Linked DNA regions of Mus musculus: all the other regions are linked to region 4. A link is a contact called in public HiCAR-type, HiChIP or PLAC-seq and promoter capture Hi-C data. All regions are on one chromosome and are shown on one strand. Each heading gives the region's core, a stretch centred on a gene start, on an enhancer-like site or on the middle of the called end of the contact. The rest is flanking DNA. Distances are from core to core; before and after follow the strand shown.

Region 1 (2,700 bases), core at 150-2,649, 2.2 Mb after region 4:
GCGGTAACTTAGGCAGGAGCCAGAGTTCCAGGAGCATGAGGGAACGCCTACTGTGTCATGAAGGTGCATTATGACCATCGGGGTTAAGACCTCAGCTCAACTGGAGACCAACCTGCAATTCCCCACAGGGTAGAACCCCCAAATAATATTTACTGCAACACCATCTCTAGAGCCTGGGGGTAATATGCCCTCATGGTCATGAAAGACCCACAATGTGAGGGCTCCCCCACGTTCTGACTCAGGAGAGGCGACACCCCAAAATCACCCACAAGAAACGGGTCTTGCTGCAAATTGCAAGAGGATTTTTTATTCAAGAGCGCTCTCGGGCCCATGGTCATACACCACGCAGGGGTAGAGGACCGTGGCGCCCCAGTAGCTGGGTAAGGGGGTATTTAAAGGAAGAAACCGAAACTCAAGGAAGTGGGGAGGGCGTTGTTGGAAGATACCAAAGATACCAGTTAAGAGTCACAAGGAAGTGTAAAGTTAATAGAGTCACAAGGAATACCTGGTAATTGTTAACTCTCAAGACAGCTTCTAAGAGCCCCTAACAATAGCACATTTGCATTGCAGGTTCTGGTAATGGCCAGGGTGACTTTCTTTGAATGAGCACTCTTTGAACCCAGGAAGCGGGTGGGTAGAGGAATGTCGCTATCTCTTTTATGATTAGCATACCTTTACAAAGGCCACATTCCCAAGCCTGGGCCTAAAGGCCTAGAATTCTGTTTTTACGTTGTTATACTTTCATTCAATGCAAACATTGTACAGTAATAGTGATCAAAATGTGGTCCTGGGACTAACAGTCTCAGCATTCATGGGGAACTGACTAGACTTGCGAATTCCAGGGTCAGCACCATCCTACCCGCTCACCCCAGGCAGAACTTTAGTGAAAAATCAGAGCCCAGCAATTTCAGCTTTAATAACCCCGGATTTCAATAAAATGAACACATAGGGTAGAAAGACAGTGTGATTACAGTGTAACAGGGTTAAATGCTCATGTTTATGGCGACAAGTTAAAATTTCTGGTGCTGCTGCTGCCATAACGCTCAAGTGCTCCAGGCTGGCCTAGACTTTGTAGTTGAAGATGGCCCTAATTCCTAATCTTCCTGTCTCCACCTCCTGAGTGCTGCTGGGATTATAGACGCGCAGTGCCATGCAGTCAAAATCTGCAGTCAAAAACCTCTCGGTTTTAACTACCCTGTTTCCAGCGCAGATTGCATTTTTTAAAATGTATCTTAGCCTATCATCCAGAAGCTACACTATCCAAAACGCCTGGGCTCGGATCGACAAGGAATTTAGCAGTTCTCAGCCAATCGGAAGCCAAGCTCCAGCCACTAGCCCACCCTAGCGATGCGATTGGCTGACTTCCACGCCCACCGCGAGCAAATCAGCGCACGGCGCCAGCTGAGGCACGGCGAGCGCTTTCGGTTTAACATGGCGGAGACGGTCTCCTCAGCGGCCCGGGACGCGCCGAGCCGTGAGGGCTGGACAGATTCGGATTCTCCAGAGCAGGAGGAGGTGGGAGACGACGCGGAGCTGCTCCAGTGCCAGCTTCAGCTGGGGACCCCGAGAGAGATGGAGAACGCGGAGCTTGTGGCTGAGGTGGAGGCCGTGGCTGCGGGCTGGATGCTCGACTTCCTCTGCCTGTCTCTGTGCCGAGCCTTCCGTGACGGCCGCTCCGAGGACTTTCGTCGTACTCGTGACAGCGCCGAGGGTGAGTGCGGGCTCCCGGGCCGGAGGCTGCGTCGCGGCCGAGACCTGCTTGCCCCGCACACACCGGGGCGGGATCCCAGGCGGGAGACGGCGCGAAACCGGCCGCTTCCTGTTTGCTGGAAGTCCTGGCTCCCGCCCCCACGCCTTCCGCGTCCCCTGGACAGAATGTTTGTTTGTTTGTTTTAAAGGGAGCCAGCCCAGTTGCTACCGCTGCTTCTGGAGCCAAACTCTAACAGATGAATATAGAAACATTTAAGAAGGGCCGGGATGCGGCTGCCAAGGGAGGTAGTACAGCTTGTCAATGCTTATCTTGCAAGCCAGGGAACCTGCGTTTGATCCCCAGAGCCTATGCCATACACATATACTTACAGCGCTGGGAAGACCGGTGACTAGGGCTCACTGACCCCTGGCCCAACCCAATTTGGCAAGCTTTAGGCCAGTGGAAGGCCAAAAACAAAGGCCTGGGGAGGAAGGATTTTTAAACTCCAGGGGATCAAATTTCCGTCTTTTGGCCTCAACGGGCACTGTATACACATGTTACACAGACAGACGTGCAGGTAAAATACCCATATTCATAAAATAAAAATAAATGAATCTTTTGTTTAAATGTTTAAAAAGTTTGACAGTGCCTGAAAACTCAGACCCAAGTTTGTCTTCTGGCCTGTGTGTTGGTGAGAGACATCCAGGAATATGGTTGGCTTACCAGTGTACATATTCACTGCCAAGTGTATCTTTGTGTTTGTTCAAACACGCCTTTAATCCCAGCACTTGGGAGGCAGAGGCAGGCGGATTTCTGAGTTCCAGGCCAGCCTGGTCTACAAAGTGAGTTCCAGGACAGCCAGGTCTATACAGAGAAACCCTGTCCCGAAAAGCCAACCAACCAAACAAAAAAGAAATAAATGTTATAAAGTTGATTATGAATTGAACAAGTTCAATGGAAACCTTTACATATGTATACTACTTCCTAAAATACAAAGAACTTCATGGTAT
Region 2 (2,803 bases), core at 120-2,619, 2.2 Mb before region 4:
ATGGAAGACTTATTAATTATCTTAATTAATAGATTTGAAGAAAGATCTTCCTCATATCTCTTAGAGGAAGAAGATGTATTTTGATGAAGGCCTGTCCTGATCTTTTAGTACAATGTGGAATTTAAAATACTTGGGCCTTTAGGTGACTCACAGGGCTTCACGCCAAGTCTACAACATATTTAATGTATAGTCAGTATCTCCCAATCTTATGAAAAAGTACATAAGTAACTGTAGTTTTGAACTGTTACAGGAAATACGTGACAGACCAGGACTCCTCACTGTTCATTACTCCTGCCTGTACCTGGTGGGTCATGAGGCTGATTGTAAAAGTAACAGCTCTGACATCTTTCCACCCCAAATCATGTCTGCTTCGAGTTATCAATAGTGGCTAATAGCCCAATTCCTCTAGTAGATTTCGTGTATGTGAATTATTAAAGGCAATTATTATAATACTTCCTGGAACAATCCATTCTCATCTTAACTATTGCACAATGCTTAGATAATTTAAAACGGAGAGAAAAAGCTTGGACAGATACAGGTCACAGAAACCTGAACACAGTGCAGAAAAAGAAGAAATCTACACTGTCGCAGTTGGTTTTAAAGAAATCCGTGCCTATTATTGTAGAGACAGCCAACAGTTTTAGTATAAACGTTCTGATTTGGCAATACAAAATGGTTTAGAACCAGACAACTCATCTTTGGGGTTTTAGTGCTTTATATCGTTTTTTGGTTTTTTAAATGCAAAGAACTCTACACGGAACCTTGTGATAACTGCAGATCTTAACCTTGAAAAGTCGTCTCATAGTAAGAAGGTATGAGGTAAAGTTGATGTGCTTCTGAAGTATCTGGAGGAATAACTGTTGGGTGGGAGCTCAGAGCCCCTGAGCTGTAGCCAGAGGTGTAGCAGACAGAGCTGAAGGTGTAGGCAAACTTGGAAGCAGAGAGAGCTGGCTTGCTTTTGTTTCATCTCCCTGCCAAATGCCTAAGGGTTGCTTCCAGCCTTTGGGTGTCTGTACTTCGGGAATTTTCAATCAGTTCTCAGGCAGCAACGCCGGTTGTGGCTGACTTGCTCAAGGCCAAGATAGATATATCTGTTCCTTTCTTTTTTCTTTTTAACATAAGCAACTTTGTTTTCGCGGCAAAACCCAGCCATAGTTCTCATCTCCGGCTTTTTCTCATCCCAGCCTAGTGAAGGCAGAGCGCTGGGCCAGGAGAAGATCAAGCTGAGTGGTTTGGAACTGCGGGTGTAGCTGCCAAGGAGTAGCCAACAAGCACCAGATTTATGTGCACTTTGAAAGAAGCACCTTTACCATTGGCTTTTTGAGCGGCTCTGTCGCTAGGGAGCGAGCACCGCCTCGGGGAGCAGCTTGGGTGCTGGTTCCTGGCAGCCAGGAGCTGGGCGCACACCGTGGCGCGCTCTGGGCGGTTCCGCGCGCTGTCGCCCCTGCGGCCGGCGCTGTCCCCCGCTCGGCTCGCGAAGGCACTGCACAGACACTCGCCTTCGGCCACCGGCTCCTGCTGCTGCTGCCGCCCAGAGGACAGACCAGCCTCTGCCCGCGATTTCGCCTCGGCGGCGGTGCTGCGGAAAGCGGAGAGCGGGTGGGCGCGAGCTGCAGGATGCGATGTAGTTCTCTCCTTGCCTCGGAGTTGTCTGAGTTGGTAGAGCCTCGCCCGGGTTCCCTGAGCCCTGCTCCCTTCGGGCTCGCTGCTAACGGAGTTGCTAGCCATCGCTGTGCCAGAAAGCTCAGGCTCGGAGCTCCTGCCCTGGGGTAGAGTAGAGCTGTCCCCAGCCGAGGCGCATTGTCTTCTCTCTGCTGACCCATCTGTTTTCTCATGGCATCTCGTCAACAAACCCGAATCCAGGCTTACCTGGAGAAAAACAAGATCGGTCCTCTGTTTGAGGTAAGGAGCCCTGGTGGGGAATGGTCCCGCTCTCTTTGAAGGCGGTGGTGGTGGTGCAGGAAAAAAAAAAAAAAAAATCAGAATTTTCTTAAGCAAAGGTAGGGGGCTGAGCAAATGCGCGGGAGAGGGAGGACTGTCCCACTAGGTGTTCTGGAACGCGGCCCTGCTGGCACTTGGCCAGTTACCTAGACACTGACAGGTGAGCTCTGGAGGGCCTAACTTCAGCCTAACAGGACAATTGGAGCCATCTGACTGTCATGCATCTAGTAGCCATATGGCAGGACTAAGGTTGAGACAGGTAATCCAGGTGTACATCTACACACACACACACACACACACACACACACACACACACACACACACCGGGAATTCACACTATCTTGCATATTGAATTTTCTTCTTTTAAATATGGGCAGTCGTAGAACCTAAAAAGGTGGAGGGGTTGCCCGGCTGGGGGAAAAATGTTAAAGCTGGTCCAGTGGCTGAAACTAGAACCCTTTGCACTGTTCTCAGAGATGGAAAGGAGCAGAGAAGGGTTTTAGGAAAACATGCCTGTTTTCTGAGGACACAGTCTTGAGATGTTTTCCTTCGCCTTCAAATAATTAATGACAAGAACACAGTGAAGAAAAAAGCTAAGCAAGAGGGAAAATCTGACCTAGGGGCAGAAAGCAGGCACCACCTAAGTGCTACGGTTCAGCAGGTTGTCAGGGTGCTGACCCCAAGCTGAGGAAGTGTGGAGTGCCAGGTACTCAAGTAGCCAGGCTCACCTGGGATGCCTGAGGTTCCGCAGTCTGCATTCTTCCTATAGAAAGTCTATCCTATGACTTCCTCGCAGCACATACCTGAAAAGCAGCTTCCTATTGCTTAGGCTGAAGAGCTAGGGAGAAAGAGGAAAAGGATG
Region 3 (2,700 bases), core at 31-2,530, 2.5 Mb after region 4:
GCAAAGTGAACTCACCCTCGAATTCTGATGACAAAGGCCAGCTTTGGTTCTGCGGGCACATAGAAGTTGCCAGCTTTCCTTGCCATCCTGGCCATCCGAATCTCAGTGCGGTACATCTGCCTGTACTCCTTGTGATAGTGCTTTGCCTTCTCATAGATGAGCTTCCTCCTTGCCTTTCGAAGCTGAAAAACCAATGGCCAGTCAGTCATAATTCTTGGCTCTGAAACAGAGCACAGCATCAGTTTTATACAAGGATGACTTGAGAATATCAAACCAGGAAGATCTCTCTTCAATCTCACCCCACGCTCAGTCCCAATAAGCTCCCTGGCCCACTAAAGACCTCCAAAGTTTACTTACTGTCTTCAGGGCAAACTTCTTCCTCAGGCGCTTCACCTTCAACTCTGCGAAATTCCTTCGCTTTTTCTTGAGGGTTTCTGGCACAGCGGGAACCTTTTTCTTGAGAGTTTTTGGCCCAGCAGGAACCTTTTTCTTAAGGGTTCCTGGCACAGTGGCAACCTTCTTTTTCTTCTCTCTGTTGTTTGTAGAGAATTACTAGTAGGTCAAAAAACTTCCTGGTGATGTATCACACACACTAGGTGCTCAGAACTACGTTAAAACTGTCACCCACTCAAACCGGCAGCATCTAGCATCTCCGTCGTTCCCGAAAGCTCTACTGGAGATGCAGCGTTCATGCCCACAACCTTCACGTTATACACACCTTACTTAAAGGTAAACATGTATGACATTAAAGAGATTTATGCCTAACCCCAGCCATCAGTCCTGGCCTGTGAATTGTTACAAGTTGTCAAGTCACACTGAAAAAACTGTACTGCACACTTTTTGGGTTCCAGGACTCACTGATCCTCGATCAAGTCTCAAGCTCCATATGCAGGAGGCTGCCGGTAAGCAGCCGGCTAAGATAACTTTAGCTACAAAGGATCTCGTTCCATGATTCCGCGGAATACATTCTACCGAAGAACGGACCTCCGCCCAAGTAGCCGGATCCGCAGTCTGCCCTCAGTTTGCTCCTGGTACTGCCAAGGCCTCCGCGCGGAGGCCCCCCGCACTCCCTCCTAGTACCACACGGCGTCACAAACACCCAGACAGGCAGGCAGTGGTTCCAGGCTACACTCAGATACAGGAAAAGTGAGACAAAATGCCTCTAGTTTGGGGGATGGAGAAGGATTCTGGGGGAGAGAAGAATCGACTTACGGAACAGCCTCCATGGTTCCAGCCGGAAAAGAAGAGAGAAAGGTGGCGCATGCGCACTGTCTCCTTAAAGGTCTCAGGGCGCGAAGCCCCACGCCTTATAGCTGTCCTGAGATAAGCCGGAAAATAATCTAGAATTGAGATTTTTGCACTTTGCTGGCGCAAAATGAACAGCTTGGCTTAGTCACGGCCAGCCAACTTTATGGTAAAACTCATCGGAAAACAAATGCACTGAATACATTTTTTTTTTTTTTTTTTTTTTTTTTAATGAATAGAGTGGGGACACCTCGTCAGCTCTGGGCTTAATTTCTCCAGGTTGCGTTGACAACCCTAGGGTCAGGCTCTGCGGAATTCGTTGGACCCAAAAGGCATGTTCAGGGATGTGAACTACAAGTCCCAGCATGCGTCGCTGCATAACCCGCGGGGCTGGAGGGCGACGTTGACCGACACTCTGGGCAGCCTTCGCGGCGGTGATTCCCATTAGGCTCACTAGAGTATGAGGCTTCACGTCCTCAGCGGCTAGCTGAGCTATGAAATCACTGTCTGTCACCTCCTCCGGCTCTCTGCGGCCCGTGGCCACGCAGCCCTGCTCCCCCACCTCGGCTGCGCTGCCGAGGTCCTTTTTCCGCCCGACTGCCGGGCTGTCTTCCGCAGCGCCTGATCATCGGCCGCCAGGTCCACAGTCCCTCGGTTGGCGAAAGCAGCGAGACCGGGAAGAGTGATGACCCGAAGGTCCGAGGAGGATGGGGGGGTTCGCTGCTGCGGGACCCGGCAGGCGCAAGCCACGGCGACCCTCAGCAGGGGGCGTGAGCCGCGAAGAGTGGCACGACGAGGGCGGGAGCCTTCGGCCGCGGTCGTGGAAGAGGGGCTGCCCCGCGCGGTGGGGCGGCCGGCGGGAGGGCGAGCGGGGAGGGGAGGCTGGGCCGGGGGCGGGGTGCGACCGGGGGCGGGGAGGGCCGAGCTGAGGGAGGGCCGATGCCACTGCAGCGGCCGGCGCTTCCCGGCGGTGGGTTATATAGCGCGGAGTGTGGAGCTACCTCAGAGCCGGCTGGGAACGCTCAGACGCTGCGGGGCCCCGTGCCCGAGTGACAGCGGCGCGAGTGCAGGGCAGGGGACCCGAGTCGCGCTGGCAGCTCGAGCGGTTGGCAGCCCTCGCGTGCGCCCCGCAAGTCGGCCCTTCCCGGCGCTGCCCGCACCCTCCCGCAACTTGAGTCAAGTTGACAACTCCCGCGTCCCGACGCATCCGCTCGGCGCACCCCTGTCCTAGGAAGACGGGGAGCCGCTGCAGCAGCGCCGGGGACGTTCGGGCGGCGGCGGCTTGGCCATGAGGGCAGCGCGCGTCGCCTAACTCGCGGCTGTCACCGCCGCTGCAGCGGGACTGGACGGACGGACGGACGCTGTGGGACAAACAGGCGGCCGCCAGCAGGAGGCGCCGAGCCGGGAGCAGCGGCAGGCACAGCCCGTGGCCACTGCGCCGAGCCCGGGCGGAAC
Region 4 (2,828 bases), core at 57-2,556:
TTACATGTAGATTCAGAAAAGACTTTTGGAAGAGAAAAAACATCATATAACATAGAAAATTATCTAATGACACCAAATTGGCTCCATGGAAAACAAAAAACAAAATCGTAATCACTTTTCATCACTGGCTGTCTCATTTCATTAGTTCCTTGCTTTCAACTCAAACCTTTAAAGCTCGATTCTTCACAGCGGAAAAAGACTAGTAAAAATGGATGACAAAATATTTATCCTCACTAGGTTACATGCCAGGGAGAGAGGAGACAAAATGGTAATCATCAATATATCAATATATTTAATGAGACTCAGTGGCTTACAGATAAAAAAAAAAAAAATGGAAGGGGGAGGGGAGTGGGCGGAAGTACTGAGGAAGGTGGAAAAAAAAAAAAAACCCGTAGGATGTTACAGGTTCACCTTGCAAACTTTATTACCCACATTCAACAGCTGTTAAATAAGTCATCAAAATACTCAGATCTGTGGGAAGAGAATTTACACACTCCTGACAGTCTCATCGCCTCTGCTTCAAGAAAGGAAATCGCTCAACTCCTCAACACAGCTGTTGCGAGCCTCGCATCGGGATCAGACCCGATGCTCCGGGAACCCAGAGTCCAGAGCCCAGGCGGAAAGTTGGACGAGCGGCCGTCGGCGGGCAGGGGGCCACCGGGTTCGAACACCCGGTCCTCGCCCTCCGCGCAGGCAGCGGCCGAGGCCGTGGGTCGGGGTCGAGCAGGGGTCCCTGTTAGTCATCCGGCCCCGCTGCCCCGGCCCCGGGTCCGCCCATCGCGCAGGGCCAGCACGGCCGCGCCCGCCACCCCCGCCGGCCCCTCGCCGGCTGCCACGTAACCCTTCGCGGGAAGCAGGAACTGCGCGGCGCGGGAGGGGGCGGCGGGCCGGACCGGGCCAGGGCTGCAGGGCCGCGGGGGGCTGCGCAGCTCCGGCCGGGTACGCTAGGGTCGGCGGGCCTGGCCAGGGGTCCGGGGTCCGGGAAGGAGGGCTCACCTCGAACATAAGCCCCAGCAGGAAAAGCATCGCCAGGCAGGAGACGATGTCCGCGTGATTCTGCAGCAAGAATTCGTGGCTCAGCAGCGGCGGGTTCTTGTTGCTCTTCTTGCGAATCGCCATGGTGGAGCCGCCGCCTGTGCCTGCAGGTGCTTCCTCCGCCCCGCTCCGAGCTCTCGGCTGCTCACCGCCGCGCCGCCGCCTCCCGCTGGCTGCTCCGCACAGCCCCGCCGCAGCCGCTCGCTGGGGCTTCACTTCCCATCCCACAGCCAGTACGCAGCCGCCGGGGCGGCCCGAGAAAAAAAAAAAAAAAAAAAAAAAAAAAAAAAAAAAAAAAAAGGCCAGCCTGCAGCGGTGGCGAGCATGCGCACCAGGAAGAAACCGCGCGCTCGCGCCGTGGCCGCACCTGGTGGCCCACAGCGCCCCCTGTGGGCTGGAGGTCGCGGAACGCGAGTGGCGCGCGGAGGTTTCGCGCTGGGAGTTGGGAGTCGTTTGGGGCGCGAGCTTCCTGGGAATGGTTCATACCTTCGCGTGCTGCTGCAGCATGCACGGCTGCTGGGTGCCTTCGCGCCCTCCCGACCCACCCTGGCCTTGGTGCTACCACGTTCCACACTTGTTGGCCACTTGTGTAAGCGATAGCCACCGTCTAGAAAATTTGGAAAAACGAAGTAGCCTGCTTGTTCAAGGGCTTTTCGCGAGTTTGAGCCTTCCAACGTTGCTGTGGATGAGCTAGTGGTTGACTCCTGTAGTCCCATTGTTTGGGACGCTGAGGCAGGAGAAGTGCTCTGAGTTTAATACCATCCAGGGCTACATAGAAGCATCTTGTTTCTAAGTCAAAAATCAAAAACCAAAACCAAACCAAACCAAAAATCCCCTAAGTGTTAAACGCTTGCTTACCTCAGAGTTAAGCTCTTTTCTGTCCTGTCCAACTCCCCGGTCCCCACTGGAAGTTTAGATTTACTTGTTACATGGTATTAACACTACTTAGGAATCCCAAGAAATCGTGAAAAGGGATCCCTTGCCAAATCCTCCACTCTCCTACTTCTGTTTAACCCGGGGTATTTATTTTTTTCTGAAAAAGTGCACTACTTGCCCAGTCCAGAAGCTAAAATCCTAGGTTGCATCTTTTTATTAGCCTTTTGACATCTAATATAGCACCAAATCCAGGCAATTCAGTCTCTTTCCCTATTCCCACCGCTATAGTATAGCCAGGAGGGGGCCTGGCCTGGAATATTACATTTCCAGTGTAATCATGGTAGTTTAAAAAGGTGGTTACTGCCGGCAGTGGTCACACGGGCCTTTAATCCCAGTACTTGGGAGGCATAGGCAGGCGGATTTCTGAGTTCGAGGCCCGCCTGGTTTATAGAGTGAGTTCCAGGATAACCAGGACTACACAAAGAAACCCTGTTTTGAAAAATCAAAAAAAAAAAAGTGGTTATTGCGTCAATTTATTATTATGCTCAACTTATTGCCTGTGTTTCTACAGACAAGTTACTTCTATGAGGCTCAATTCCCTTACTTATGTATCCATTGGCTCAACAAGTAAGGATAGAGAGTTGACCTAGTAGAAACTTCACTGGGGATTCAGAACATAAGGGAAATGTCAAATTAACTGATCATTATGGGCTTACATTCTCATGCTGGAGAGAGAATCTTTTTAAAATATTTTAAAAGTGCAATGTGTTAAGTGGAGCTGAAGCACCAGGAGGAGAAGCTTAGGACAGCTGACGAGGAAGCAAAGCCAGTAGGTTTCATTTGTTGGGAGGGTGATGGCGTCCACCTCAATTATCCAAGGGGCTTCTTCAAGGCTCAAGAGAGCGGGGCACTAGACT
Region 5 (2,700 bases), core at 96-2,595, 2.6 Mb before region 4:
GTATTTCCTCTGCTTTCTGGTTTCTTTTGTTTATTGTTTACCAGGCTCTGTGAGGTCTGTCTTTTGCGTCCTTTGTTCTTCTGCTATTGTGTGAAGCTGTCCACACTATTTGCCCTTTGCTCCTGGCTGCCTCTAAATAGCCAGATGCAAGGGAAACAGAAAAGCTACCTTTCCCATCAGCGTCATTCATATTATTCAAATATTGAATCTTTAATATGAGAAGAAGGTACGAGATTCCTTTTTGTTTCATGGAAGTCACAATCATATTTTGAAAAGACTTATGGGAAACTGGAGATAACTTTAGTGTAAATAACGAGGGAAACATCTTTAGTTTATCTCAGGTTGCTGAATCTTGGAACAAGTTTGGCCGCCTCTTCCTTGCCTCAGGAGTGCGACTTCCATTTATTTAAATGTCATTAGCTGTACACTATGTAAAGTAGAAAAAATGGCTCTGAAAGTATGTGTTGATAATATCTAGATGGAAATGCAAATGGATCACTTGGTTTGTTAGATTTATAGGTTTTGGTTCTGGTCCCAAGGGAGAATTCAATAAACTTAAACATTAAAATCAAATGCGTTGGCCATTCCATTTCAAAACTGAAGCATAACTAGCTTCTGTGTGTCCTCTGTCAATCAGCTATCATCCACCTGTCTTTCAGGTATCATCTGTCAATCACCTACTATGCATCCTCATCCAACATTTGTATCTTTTTAAAATTACAATTCTTGGAAACAGCTGAGAACAAATATTCTTGAATTTAAACTGATAGTGAAATACTACAGTGAGACTTAAAAAATTTAGATACACCCGGTGTTACAAAGTACTCAGCCAGGGTGATGCTTATTCTATGTGAATCAGTGCATAGGTAAGGGCTGCTACTTTGCTCTGATGTCCTCATTTATCACACTAATTGACATTTCAAGCTTTGACAGAGGTTGTCTGCCTGTGAAATAACATTGTTTGCTGTTTTTTTCTATAAACCGAACCTGTTTCGTAGTAGACGAAAACTCAAAATCAATGTGTTCCTTGTCAAACGCGGGAGGGTCAGTGGTGTGGTTGTTTTGTTCCCAAGCAGTTATGTAACCGCGGGGACTTGTTTCTTTGCTTTCAGACTTGGTGCAAAACACATTAAAGCTAAACAGTGGGCGGGATTCCCAAGAGCAGCCCTCACAAGTGTCCTTCTAGGTTTGGGAACCTCGGATTAGTTCCATCCTGTGTGTGTGTGTGTGTGTGTGTGTGTGTGTGTGTTTAGTTAGCTGGCAGGATACACTTCCCCAGGGTTGTGTTTCCTTTTTCCTGAGATTTGGCTAAGGGTAAAGGGTCGGAGTCACATGGATTGAAAGCATTTGATTGATGTCCAAGTCACCGCTGTGGCTGGAGCCGCCTCCCCTCGGGCTGGAGCCGCGTGAGGCCGGAGCAGCGGGCCGGGCTGGGTTCCCGCTCTCCGGGGACTGTCCCGTTCTGAGTCCAGCGCGTCCCGCGCGTCCCGCGCTCGCACCGCAGCCCGAGCACAGTCCTCTGCCCACACCCCGGCCTCCGGCCAGCATGTGAAGCTACGCGTTCCGGCTGGGACTCGGCAGAGGCGGCAACTTTGCTGGCGGCAGTGGCGGCAGTGGCGGCAGCAGGCGCGGGGCAGCGCACTTGCCCCCAGCTCCGCGCCCCGCCGGCCACCATGAGCGACGAAAGCGCCAGGGAAGTAGACAAGCAGCTTCGCCTGCGCGTGTGCGTGCTCAGCGAGCTGCAGAAGACCGAGCGCGACTACGTGGGCACGCTGGAGTTCCTGGTGTCGGTGAGTAGCCGGCCCCGCGCACGGCACCAAGTCTGGAGCATTGTCTGCGCCAGCACCCGGCATCCGTAAAGGTGACGCGGGGACCGCGGGGACTCGGGGGACAGACCTGTAGATGAACGGGTGCAGAGTGGCCAAGGCCTTGAAGAACTCGCGTGGGAGAAGTTAACCAGTGGCCATTCTGCCTGTTCCATCTGCGCTTAATTTTCTTTATCCATCTCCCAGGGCAAATTTCATTGTGTCATTTTCCTTATCCTCTTTCTTTCGGCTCATATTTTGTTTTGATTTTGTGTCTCAATTTGCTACCTTCAGGTACATGCAGTGTTTTAAAAGTCCTTGAATGTTGTGTAGCCGGAGTCGGTTATTAGATCAACAGCAGTGAAGTCCCTTTAGGTATAATCATTGAAACGTTGGATTCTGAGGGTGGAGGCGAAGGAGCAAGAGCAGCGGGGTCACCATCCCTGGCAGCTGTTGCATATTAAAGCCACATGTGTGCGCCTCCCTCACAGCTCTACAATCTTCTTTCTCCTGATTTAAATCTGCCCTCCACTTGGGTCCTAGTCTCCTGTGCACGCCGACCACTTGAAAATGGTATCATGAAACTCACCTCGAGTCGACAATTTCAGGGTTTCACAGACTGGGCAGGAGCTGTTTCCAGGTCCCAGTTTGACTCACTGGAATTCTGCCCCCAAATCATTTCATTCAGTCTCAGAGCAGAAGAGGAAAAACTGTGGGAAAATGAACTCCTGAGACATCACCTAAGGATGGAATTTTCCTCATTGCGGAAAATACAAAGAATTTACAGCCAGTTCCTGTCCATCCTGATATATTTGAGAGCGGCCTTCAGAAAAAGAGTTAAAACCCCACCCAGATCCTCCGGCCACTTTCTCCTTCATCCCAGTGTTCTATCCTG

The links. Promoter capture Hi-C pulls out the DNA fragments that hold promoters and counts their contacts. HiCAR-type assays count read pairs that join an accessible place to other places. HiChIP or PLAC-seq counts read pairs in DNA pulled down with a chosen protein or histone mark.
Region 1: a HiCAR-type map of astrocytes shows a contact between it and region 4, with 6 times the contacts expected there. The contact joins the promoter of Terf1 here to the promoter of Tram1 in region 4. A contact is called at or near these places in 1 of 39 promoter capture datasets (pre-B cells), 1 of 484 Hi-C or Micro-C datasets (CD4 T cells), 2 of 115 datasets of contacts at active chromatin or transcription factors (astrocytes and embryonic stem cells) and 2 of 9 other capture datasets (adipose tissue and liver).
Region 2: a contact with region 4 is called in a promoter capture Hi-C map of hippocampal neurons, with 5 times the contacts expected there. The contact joins the promoter of A830018L16Rik here to the promoter of Tram1 in region 4. A contact is called at or near these places in 2 of 39 promoter capture datasets (embryonic stem cells and hippocampal neurons).
Region 3: an H3K27ac HiChIP or PLAC-seq map of thymic regulatory T cells shows a contact between it and region 4, with 15 times the contacts expected there. The contact joins the promoter of Rpl7 here to the promoter of Tram1 in region 4. A contact is called at or near these places in 4 of 39 promoter capture datasets (hippocampal neurons, liver and pre-B cells), 3 of 115 datasets of contacts at active chromatin or transcription factors (astrocytes, regulatory T cell precursor and thymic regulatory T cells) and 2 of 9 other capture datasets (adipose tissue and liver).
Region 5: a contact with region 4 is called in a promoter capture Hi-C map of cranial neural crest. The contact joins the promoter of Prex2 here to the promoter of Tram1 in region 4. A contact is called at or near these places in 2 of 39 promoter capture datasets (cranial neural crest and hippocampal neurons) and 1 of 115 datasets of contacts at active chromatin or transcription factors (astrocytes).

What each region holds. Positions count from the first base shown.
Region 1 is chr1:15,804,247-15,806,946 of GRCm38.p6, forward strand. Terf1 (telomeric repeat binding factor 1) reads left to right here and starts at 1,400. Exons shown (of 10, transcript NM_009352.3): 1 at 1,400-1,711. The coding sequence starts at 1,432.
Region 2 is chr1:11,412,736-11,415,538 of GRCm38.p6, forward strand. It overlaps A830018L16Rik (RIKEN cDNA A830018L16 gene), which reads left to right and starts at 1,370. Exons shown (of 14, transcript NM_001160369.2): 1 at 1,370-1,902. The coding sequence starts at 1,834.
Region 3 is chr1:16,103,153-16,105,852 of GRCm38.p6, forward strand. It overlaps Rpl7 (ribosomal protein L7), which reads right to left and starts at 1,281. Exons shown (of 7, transcript NM_011291.5): 1 at 1,213-1,281; 2 at 358-532; 3 at 16-182. The coding sequence starts at 1,226.
Region 4 is chr1:13,588,604-13,591,431 of GRCm38.p6, forward strand. Tram1 (translocating chain-associating membrane protein 1) reads right to left here and starts at 1,307. Exons shown (of 11, transcript NM_028173.5): 1 at 997-1,307. The coding sequence starts at 1,119.
Region 5 is chr1:10,992,120-10,994,819 of GRCm38.p6, forward strand. Prex2 (phosphatidylinositol-3,4,5-trisphosphate-dependent Rac exchange factor 2) reads left to right here and starts at 1,346. Exons shown (of 40, transcript NM_029525.1): 1 at 1,346-1,790. The coding sequence starts at 1,674.